2 separate regions of the Mus musculus genome follow, and region 1 is linked to region 2. The links are chromatin contacts, called in public HiChIP or PLAC-seq maps. All regions are on one chromosome and are shown on one strand. Each heading gives the region's core, a stretch centred on a gene start, on an enhancer-like site or on the middle of the called end of the contact. The rest is flanking DNA. Distances are from core to core; before and after follow the strand shown. Region 1 overlaps Pde2a (phosphodiesterase 2A, cGMP-stimulated). Region 2 overlaps Arhgef17 (Rho guanine nucleotide exchange factor (GEF) 17).

What was found. HiChIP or PLAC-seq counts read pairs in DNA pulled down with a chosen protein or histone mark.
Region 1: an H3K27ac HiChIP or PLAC-seq map of large pre-B cells shows a contact between it and region 2, with 7 times the contacts expected there. The contact joins two enhancer-like sites. A contact is called at or near these places in 2 of 39 promoter capture datasets (the C10 cell line and embryonic stem cells), 2 of 115 datasets of contacts at active chromatin or transcription factors (double positive thymocytes and large pre-B cells) and 1 of 9 other capture datasets (embryonic stem cells).

What each region holds. Positions count from the first base shown.
Region 1 is chr7:101,479,201-101,484,103 of GRCm38.p6, reverse strand. Pde2a (phosphodiesterase 2A, cGMP-stimulated) reads right to left here. Exons shown (of 30, transcript NM_001143849.2): 2 at 2,644-2,733. Among named protein-coding and RNA genes, the nearest start is that of Mir139, 6.3 kb to the right of the region's middle. Within about 2 kb of position 3,178, at least 10 of the 459 cell types and tissues checked have an H3K27ac peak or open chromatin away from gene starts, as enhancers often do.
Region 2 is chr7:100,900,686-100,906,385 of GRCm38.p6, reverse strand. The region is part of intron 1 of Arhgef17 (Rho guanine nucleotide exchange factor (GEF) 17); the gene reads left to right. Among named protein-coding and RNA genes, the nearest start is that of Mir3102, 21 kb to the right of the region's middle. Within about 2 kb of position 1,610, at least 13 of the 459 cell types and tissues checked have an H3K27ac peak or open chromatin away from gene starts, as enhancers often do.

The DNA of each region.
Region 1 (4,903 bases), core at 1,929-4,428, 580 kb before region 2:
CACAGAGAGCAAGGAGCATTTCCGAACTGACAGTGGGGTGAGGGGGTACAGGACTGTGGGTGAGGCTGGAGGGCCTTAGAAACAGCTGGGAGCAGACGCAGGGTAAGTTCACATTTTACATCAACCATTGCCCACGGTGAGTCGGAAGCACTGGCTGGAAGCTTGTCAGATTTTTGCTTCAGCAATCTTCCCTCCCTAGATCAGTCTCAATTGCAAGCCTTGTCCTGGCAGACGCTGCTGTCTCACAAAGATCTACTTCCCAACATGGGGACTCTTAGAGGTCTTGGCCAATCCCCATGACTGTTGGATGGCCACACTCTCCTCTCCCAGGAGGCTTGGGAACCCTCTCTGCTGAGGGTGGCAGGGAGGGCTTCAGGGGGAGCTGCTGAAGGCTCTTTCCCAGGAAGTGTGGGATCCTCAGCAGACCGAGAAGCCACAACCCTGCCAACTGCTTTAGTGGCCTTTGGATATTACACAGGGGATTTCCTGCCATGACCTCCCGTGACACTGAACTGGGTTCAGTTGTCCTGACGTGAGATAGGGACTACAGACCAAGGAAGATAGAAACAGCCTCTGGGAGGGCCCAGAGCCCCTTTGGCCCCCGTGAAAGGGGGCTAAGCTTGAATTGGGTTTTGTTTCAGGTTTTTTTATTTTCGTTTTTTGAGACAAGCTTTCTCATGTTGCTCAGGTTGGCCTCGGACTCACTGTGTGGCTAAAACTGGCTGAGGATTTGTGACAGTCTGCTTTGGGATCATAATCTAGAGCCACTATGCCCAGCCTCTGAGCCAAAATCTAGGAACAAAGCCACTTCGAGAGAGCTACCCCCTCCTCGTTTACCGATCAGGAGCTCTGGGGGGTTTGGGTTTTGGCTTTTTTGGGTTTTTTTTTTTCTTTGTTTTGGTTCGAGTTGGGTTTTTTTGGTTCAGACAGGTTCAGAGCCTAGCAGGGCACTCAGTGTCTAAGAGTCTGTCCTCCCCACACAGAAAGGTGGGCAGTCTTAGGGTGGCGGGGGCAGGAGCCACCCTTCACTTCCGCATGTCCGCGCCTTCCACCCTCACACTCAGCCATCCTGGTTAAATTTAGCCGAGTTTACTGGGTAGGAGGGTTGCTTTTCGTTTCGTACACATCAGCACCATCTGCACTGGGGCTGCCTGCCACAATGGGTGCTGATGAGGAAGCCAGGTGCTGCAGCCCTCCTCCTCCTCCAAGCCCCACCTCCCAGGGCCCAGTCCTCCCCACAGTCAAGAGGAGGCTCCCCAAGACCTGGGCTCCCCAGCCCATCAATGGTCTCTTGAGTAGCGTCTCACTGCCTCTTGGACCTCAGCTGTCATCTCAGCCCTGGGCTTCAGGCTGTAGTTAGCTGGGCACCAAGCCAGTCACTCACCCCCTCCCTTCAACACACAAAACACACACACACACACACACACACACACACACACACACACACACACGCCTCAAGACTTGCAGTTGCAGGGCAGGTCCACAGTCTCTGACCTGCCAGCTTCCCTCACCCTCACCATCCAGATGTTCCTCCACCCCAGGGCAGATGTTGTCTCAGTCATAACCCTCTCCCAAAGGATTTATTTTTGGGCGCCAACACACCACCCACTTCCTACCAATTTCACGCTCAATAAAGCTCAGTCATTAGCCCTCCTCCTGGGCGCTGAACTTCTAGGAGGTTTGGGGAAGTCAGGGCTGAGGACAGGGAATAGGGGTGCATACATGCCAAGCCCCATTTGTCCCTGTCATGCTGTGTGTCCTTGGTGAAATACCCTCCCTCTCTGGGCCTCTGGAGGGTCATCCATCACTCGGAGCCAGGGACAATAGGCTCTAGTGGGGTGGGAAGACTGCATCCTGAGTTGGTCATGCTTCCTGAAGCCAAAGCTGCCTCGGCTGGTGTGTGGAGCAGGGAGAGGATGTTCAAGGGGACTTAGTTTAGACATTTCCTCCTCCAGGAAGTCTTCCATGCTTCTTATATTGATACAAAACCTGTTTTTCAAAGTTCCCTGCATCCCTCCGTCTGGCACAGCTGTGGCTCTGCTGCTCTGACTCCTACGAGCTGGCTCATCAGCCTCCTGCTTAAAGAATGAGCAATGGCGACTGGAGCTAGAAGTGCCAAGGGCAAGGGAGGAATATAACACCCCGAACAAGGCACTCAGGGTTCAGGTGACCCTGCTTGCCCCTTGACCTATCATCACATTCATAGTGTTGTGATGGGACAAGAGAGAGATTTAAAGACTGCTAACTCTCCAGCCCTGTACTTGTTTTTTTTTTTTTAAAGATTTATTATATGTAGGAGTGCTCTGTCTGCATGTACACCTGCATGCCAGACAGAAGAAGGCATTGAATTACATAGATGGCTGTAAGCCACCATGTGGTTGCTGGAAATTGAACTCACAACTTAAGGGAGAACAGTCAGTGCTCTTAACTGCTGAGCCATCTTTCCAGCCCCCAGCCTCCTCCTTTAATCCAATACTAGATTCACACATGTAGAGTGAGTCCTCTAGGGCCTCCAAGGTCTGACATCCAGGAGTTCTTGATGTCTATCCTCATTCTCTCCTGCTATACATATGTCTGTCACGGTGAGCTCAGAGCTGGACAAAGTCTGAGAGCACGGGGGAGCAGGAAGGGAAGACAGCTTACCACTTTGGGGAGCACGGCTGAGAGGGCATCCCTGGCAGCCTGTCGCAGGCCAGCAATGTCGATAACGGCGCCTAGGCTCAGCAAAGCATCCTGGAAGAAAAGAAAGAGTATAAGTGGTTCTTTCTGCCCTGGGCCCGGGGACTGTGGGGTGAGGCTTAGACACTTGAGCTTAGAGCAGCAGACTCCAGCAATATTAAGGCCAAAGACTGCCCAAGTCCCCTCACCTTGCATATGGGGAGACTGAGGCTTGGAAATGGGCCAGAGGCATAGTGAAGGGCTCACAGAGAGTTATAAAGTCAGTCAAGAGTCAACACAGGTTTCCTGTCCTTAGGACAGCAACAACTCTGGCATCTCTACATTGGGGGAACTGTGGCCATACCCCAATTTCAGCCGAGTTAGGGTGGAAAGCAGCAAGCATGGGGGTTGGGATCAGTTGAGCACAAAAGGAAGCATGGGGGTTGGGGTCAGCTGAGCACAAAAGGTAGGCACCACAGACTCAGGCCACTGCAGGCTGGGAAGGCAAAGTCAGCCTTGACTGCCTCCTAGCCTTCCCCTCCCGGGAATAGAGCTCGTCCTTGGAGAGCCGGAACTGAGACAACAAAGGTCTCTTCTTCTTGCTCTATTAACTTGGCCAGAGCCACAGGGGATCAAAGAGAAAGGTAACGGAACAGGGGAGCAAGGCCAAGGCAGAATGGTGACTCACCACCCACTCAGCTGTGCCCTCTCCCCAACCCTTGGAAGTCCTTCCTGACGTCTTCCCTGTGGGTCTTTGTGGGCCCCATTCCTATGAAGACGATGTTGAGCTGAGGCTGCCGGAGGACCCCACAGAATGCATAGAATGCTGGTAAAGACTAAACTGCTGCAAGACCAGAGTTATATTCATAGGCAGTTGTTAGCCCAAATAGGGGGTATGCAAAGTCCTCACTTTTGTAATCTGGTTAAGCCATCCTCAATTCCTCTGTGTCCCAAATACGAACAAGATGAGATTTATCCAAATGATATGCTCCTTTCAAGGTAAGAGTTAGAAAGCCAAACCTAGCATGTGGCTAAAACTGGGTAGCTCAGGGAGGCCCAGCCTAAAGCTTCTCTGTCACTAACTTCACATCCTCAGACACCCCAGAATGGAGAATTAAACTCTGTGGTCCCTGAATGGCCAGTGGTCCCAAAGGATTTTACAGGAAACTGGCATCATCTAATGGGATATTAGGGACCTCTTCCCAGCACAACCACACTGCAAAGGCTGAGGCCACTAGGTGAAGGGGTGGGGGTACTGGCTCACCTTCCCCAAGGGTGGTCAAGAATGAGCCAGATGCTACCTGACAGAAAGCCTGCCGAGGACAGTCCTGAGCTGGTGTCTGCGTGAAGCCTGGGGTTTGTCCAGGTGTCAGCTCCAAATGCCACTGCCAAGTCTCCTTGGCTACAGACACACACACACACACACACACACACACACACACACACACGTGCTGTTTTCCCAGTGGGAGGGAGAATCGCAGGCATTGCCTTCCCTGCCCTGCCCAGACCTTGCTTTGGTCTCTCCCACCTGTCAGGGTGTACTGCATCTTGGTCATGGTTGATATCTATCCACTGTGGACCCTGGAAGCAGTTGATTCCAGACAACACAATCCCTAAGTTTGCCTGCTTGCAACCCTCAGGCATCAGTGCTGCCTTTACATAGAGCCCCATATCCTTGAAGACACCCAGTATGATGTCAAACCCTTCTAGGTTCTCATGGCAACAGCTACTTTCTCATGTAGCAGACCAGAGACCCCCACATCAGCACTGTCACAGGCTTCTATGTGCTTCCAAGCCTAAGGCTAAAGACCACAGAGGGAAGATTCCATACCCAGAAAATCCCCCCCCACATTTTTTTCTTGACCCACACTCTCTAGAATGGAGCTTCAAGGACAAGGCCCCAAGTCTTGGTGTCCATGGAGTTCTATTCCTGTCTCAAGGCAGGAGGATTGCCAAGAGGGACCCAGAGAGCGTCTGACTTTGGTGACATCTGCCATGGGTGTGCTTAGGGAAATGGGAATGGCAGCCACTGCAATGCAGGAAGCCTTCCATGCAAGAGAAATTTCTGAAGCCACAGGCTGCAGTAGCTGTCTCCCCATTTGAGGGATGAAGAAACTGAGGCTCAAAGAAAAACAATGGCCCATCTGTGGTGGGCCAGAGATTACCCAAACCTCCTTATCTGAGCATATACAGCACCCAACTCCCATCTCCCACCCCAAAGGCTTAGAGAAGTCAGTGTGTCCTT
Region 2 (5,700 bases), core at 361-2,860:
GGGCCCTGGCATCCTTGTCTGCCTCACTGGGCCTCTGTCTCCTTTTCACTGTGAGTTTCATGGTAGTCAGGTGGTGCCTGGGCTAGACTCGTTCCTCTCAGACTTAGCAGTTAATATTGATGTTTGGCTCGGGCCTCGTCTAAGCCGTTAGTTGGAACATCTATACATGGCATGTGGCCCGGGCTCCCTCCCAACATGTAGGCCGGGCTTTATGGCTATGCAGGCTGCCAGGCTTCATGGAGCAAGGTAGTCCCAGGTACTGGGAGGCTGAGTAGGAAAAGTTCAGGACCTGCCACAGCTAGTTCAAGGGTAAACTGGGCAGCTTAGTGAGACCCCTTATCAAAGTTAGAAATCTCTAGAGGAAGCCAGGTGTGGTGACTCGTGCTTTTAGTCCTAGCACTTGGTAAACAGAGTCAGAGGATTTTTGTAAATTACAGCCTAGCCAGGGCTACATAGTGAGACCATCTCTCAAAAATAAATGAGTGCCGGGCGTGGTGGAGCACACCTTTAATCCCAGCACTCGGGAGGCAGAGGCAGGCAGATTTCTAAGTTCAAGGCCAGCCTGGTCTACAAAGTGAGTTCCAGGACAGCCAGGGCTATACAGAGAAACCCTGTCTCGAAAAATCTAAATAAATAAATAAATAAATAAGCAGGGACTAGAGGTCTGGCCCGGCAGTTTAGCACTTGTTGCTCTTGCAGAGGACTTGGATATGGGTCCCAGCACCCACATAGTAGTCCACAACCATCCACAACTCTAGTTTCAGGGGATCCGGCACCTTCTTCTGGTAACCGAGAGCACCAAGTATGCATGCGGTGCACAAACATACATGCAGACACACACACACACACGAAATCTAAAACTTTTTAAATAAATTAAATAAAAACAAACAAAAGAACACCACAATGGTGGAGTGCTTGCATGACCCTGGGTTCAATCCCCGTCATCACTGGGACAAGCCAGAAGAGCAAGTTTTAGGTGTCCTGTGACTTCACTTCTGCTAGTGATCTGTGTCCAAGAGAGTAACAAAGGTCCATCCAGTCTGGAGAAGAGGGGCCCTGGACCTCATGCTGTGTGAGAAGAGTGTTTGCACCATGTTGGAGGAAGAGCCTACCAGATGGACAATGTTGTGGACACGAGCTTTGACAGATATCACCCGACACATCACCCCGGGGTGACTGTGAGGACAGGAGGCAGTCATGGAAAGGACGCAGTCCATGTGGAACCCACGGCAAATGCTTTGTAAGCGAGGGCTAGTGGTGTGTTGCTGGTTTCTGTTTGGGATTATTTTGAACGTAGCTGGTTTTGATCATTATTGAAAGACCCTTCAGTTTTTAACCTCTGCCTAGAACCCCATGGTTCGTTACAACATGGATTGCTGTGCAGTTGTGGCTACAGATAACTAAGGGGCCACACAGATGGGCCGTGCTTCATGTTGCTCCTAACCCCGTCTCCAGTTGCACACAGGACTCTGCCTCTGAAGCAGGAAGGCGCTTTAGCTCCTTAGGCCCCAGAGCTTTCCCTCCAAGCCCCAGAGCTCATCCTCCAGTGACAGCCCCACCCGGGGCAGCCAGTCCCCAGAGATCTCTGTGGCTTGGACATTTCCCTTCCAGCTGCCTGTGAGGCCTGGGAACTGAGAAACCTTAAGAGGCCTCTCCTTCCAGAAAGGAGGGTCTACTGATGGCAGGAAGTGATCTAGGGAACCAAGGGGAGTGGATGGGCAATGGAAAGGGTGGTAGGAAGCGGGGGCCCCAGGAAATGAAGTGTCTTCCCCAATCCACATACTAAGTAGCGTAGCGAGGATTTGAACCTGAAATACACAGCTCCATAGCCAGCCATCTTGGGCTCCATACCACGGAATCCTTTTGTAACTTTTGTCTCCTTGATGACGGAGCATCAGAGGTGGCAGCAGCCATTGGGAAGTAGATGGCCTATAGGCTGCGACTGTGTAGTACCAACTCCACTTTCATGGGTATGGGTGGGGCAGGAGAGCCAGACAGCACATCTGGGTTGGTAGTCCTTGATCCTGGCATGGCCCGTGGCAGCATTGTATTCATCTTCCAGAATGTTCCTGACTCAAGGGAACCTCTTTATATCATTGACTCGGAAAGAAGAGACCAGAGAAAGGTGACTCAGGCAGCCAGTGTGTCTCGGAAGTGCAGGAAGCTTGCAGGCTTGAAGGCAGCCAGCTGGGTCCTACCTTACCAGCAGGACGGCCTCGGCCTCTCGAAGCTTTCCTGGTTTATAAAATGGGAGAGTTACAAGAAACAGAGCTCTGGTGTATGTAGGTTGGTGGTTAAGGAGCCAGCGCTTACAAAGCAATGATGAATCTAAGACCCACGCAAACAGTATTTGTCATGGAGAAAGATCCTCCAGGCTCCCCGTGGTCCAGTGTGGGCAGCTCTGGGGTCCAGAGATCTTTTTTTTTTAAAGATTTATTTATTTATTATATGTAAGTATACTATAGCTGTCTTCAGACTCTCCAGAAGAGGGAGTCATTACGGATGGTTGTGCACCACCATGTGGTTGCTTGGGTTTGAACTCAGGACCTTGAGAAGAGCAGTCAGTTCTCTTAACCACTGAGCCATCTCTCCAGCCCCTCCAGAGATCTTTTGACAAAGACAGCTGGGCAGGTCTGCAGACCCTTCCCATGAAGCCTGATGACACCTGCTTTCCAGACCTGTGTCTCCCTTAGGAGTTGTCTTTGCTCTTTTTGATATGGGGCTTCCCTGGTTATCAAAAATGACCTTGAATTCTCATCCTCCTGCCTCCCCAGCGCCGAGACTACAGGCATGTGCTCCCATGCCAGGTCTATGCAGTCCTGAGGTTCAAACCCCAAGCGTCATGCTTATGAGGCAAGCATTGGACTAGCTGGCTACACCCCAGCGGCCTGGTCTTGGGTCATTTCTTTCAGGTCTTGTCTTCCTAATGAAACCCTGGGTGTGGACATAAACATCCTCCCTCCCTCCCTCCCTCCCTCCCTCCCTCCCTCCCTCCCTCCCTCCCTCCCTTCCTCCCTCCCTCCTCCTTTCCTCCTTTCCTTTCCTTCTGGTGTGCAGGTGGTGCACATGACACAACATGCATGTGACAGAGGACTGTTTTTGGAGATAGTTCTCACAGTCCTTTTTTTTTTTTGAGGTAGCTCCAGCTAGTTGGCCTGTGAGCTTCCAGTGATCACTCTTGTCTCTGCCTCCTGTCTCAACATAAGAGTGCTGGGATTACAGATGGATGCTGTCCCATCTGGCTTTTATGTGAGTTCTGGTAATGGACCTTAAGTCATTGGGCTTGAATGGCCAGTATTTTTAACCATATGCCCAGCCATCTCCCAGTCTAAGACCTTATCTTCAAGTTCCTAGCACAGGGACTGAAGAGTTCACTCAGCAGTTAGGAGCACTGGCAATTCCCAGCAACTTCCAGTGGCTTCTGACCATCTATAACAGGATCCGATGCCCTCTTCTGGCAGCCAGGTGTACATGCAGACCGAACCCTCATACATTAAAGTCATCATCATCAGCCTAGCACACTGCTTAGCTGGTACCTGGTTGGTGATTGATGAGTGTTTATTAAACTAGTCAAGAGAATGGTGTGACAATCAGAGCAGCAGCCCATCCACTAGGTGCAGTCAGTCGTGTGTTCATCTGCCCCTGACTCAGTGGCCTGTCACCCATCCACGTGCATATTCATCTCTCACCATTCCAGCTATTCAGCCGCTACCATGACTCTCGTTAGTCCACTCTAGGTCTAGCCTTTGTCACATCTGGTCCTCCAGTGGTCCAGCAGTAGCTGTAAGGTCTGGTGGGTCTCAGAGGGCGGGTGGAATGAATGGTGTCTGGAGGCAAGCGAGCAGGAAGCCAGGATTGCCTCAGAGATGGCTGGGGAAGTTGTCAACAGACCTGGTGGAGGTCGCTAGACCAGGATTCCCTGGGGCTGACAGAGGGTGGTCTCAGAGCCAGGTACCCGGTGGTCTGGTGGGACTGAGCCCTCTCCTGACAGTTGTCTCTTACCTTCCCCTAACCGAGGAGGGTGTGGACAGCTCTTTGGTGGGGAAGGAAGATGTCTGAGGTGGGATACAGATGTGGTATGGAAAACCAGACAGGTTTTCATACTTACAGAAACTCTTCTCAGGGATAGCAATATGGCCCAGGTGGTAAAATCTCTTGCTGCTGAGCCTGAAGACCCATGTTCAATCCCCAGGACCCATGTGGTGACAGGAAGAACACTGACTCCCAAAAGCTGTCCTCTGACTTCTGAACTCCACCATGAACTGGGGCACATATACCCACCCCCACCCCACATATAATCAACTTAATTAAATTCTGTGACCCTACTCCAAACATCCTCAGAGCTCTAAGAGGGTGATTAAATCCGCACCCTGGATTGATGCTCAGAGGAGCCACAGAACCATACCTTGACTTGGTGCTGGCTACGTGATGCCCTCAGCCTCACCCCAGTTGACCCTGTCCTGAAGGGGCTCTAATGATTCCCTGCCTCAGCCCCTGAGCCGCTGCTCCTCTCCTTGGCATCCTTTTGCTCTCTGCTCCATCGGCACCCCCAGTGCTATGGCAATGAGCTTGGACCTAATTAGCCATTGTCTTAGGGTTTCCATTGCTGTAAAGAGACACTACGACTCTTTTTTTTAATTAGGTATTTTCCTCATTTACATTTCCAATGCTATCCCAAAAGTCCCCCATACCCTCCCCCCCCACTCCCCTACCCACCCACTCCCACTTTTTGGCCCTGGCATTCCCCTGTACTGGGGCATATAAAGTTTGCAAGTCCAATGGGCCTCTCTTTCCAGTGATGGCCGACTAGGTCATCTTTTGATACATATGCAGCTAGAGTCAAGAGCTCAGGGGTACTGGTTAGTTCACAATGTTGTTCCACCTATAGGGTTGCAGAACCCTTTAGCTCCTTGGGTACTTTCTCTAGCTCCTCCATTGGGGGCCCTGTGATCCATCCAATAGCTGACTGTGAGCATCCACTTCTGTGTTTGCTAGGCCCCAGCATAGTCTCACAAGAGAGAGCTCTATCTGGGTCCTTTCAGCAAAATCTTGCTAGTGTATGCAATGGTGTCAGCGTTGGGAAGCTGATTATGGGATGGATCCCCGGATATGGCAGTCTCTAGATGGTCCATCCTTTCGTCACAGCTCCAAACTTTGTCTCTGTAACTCCTTCCATGGGTGTTTTGTTCCAAATTCTAAGAAGGGGCAAAGTGTCCACACTTTGGTCTTCGTTCTTCTTGAGTTTCATGTGTTTAGCAAATTCTATCTTATATCTTGGGTATCCTAAGTTTCTGGGCTAATATACACTTATCAGTGAGTACATATTGTGTGAGTTCCTTTGTGATTGGGTTACCTCACTCAGGATGATGCCCTCCAGGTCGATCCATTTGCCTAAGAATTTCATAAGCCCATTCTTTTTAATAGCTGGGTAGTACTCCATTGTGTAAATGTACCACATTTTCTGTATCCATTCCTCTGTTGAGGGGCATCTGAGTTCTTTCCAGCTTCTGGCTATTGTAAATAAGGCTGCTATGAACATAGTGGAACATGTGTCCTTCTTACTGGTTGGGACCTCTTCTGGATATATGCCCAGGAGAGGTATTGCGGGATCCTCCAGTAGTACTATGTCCAATTTTCTGAGGAACCGCCAGACTGATTTCCAGAGTGGTTGTACAAGCTTGCAATCCCACCAACAATGGA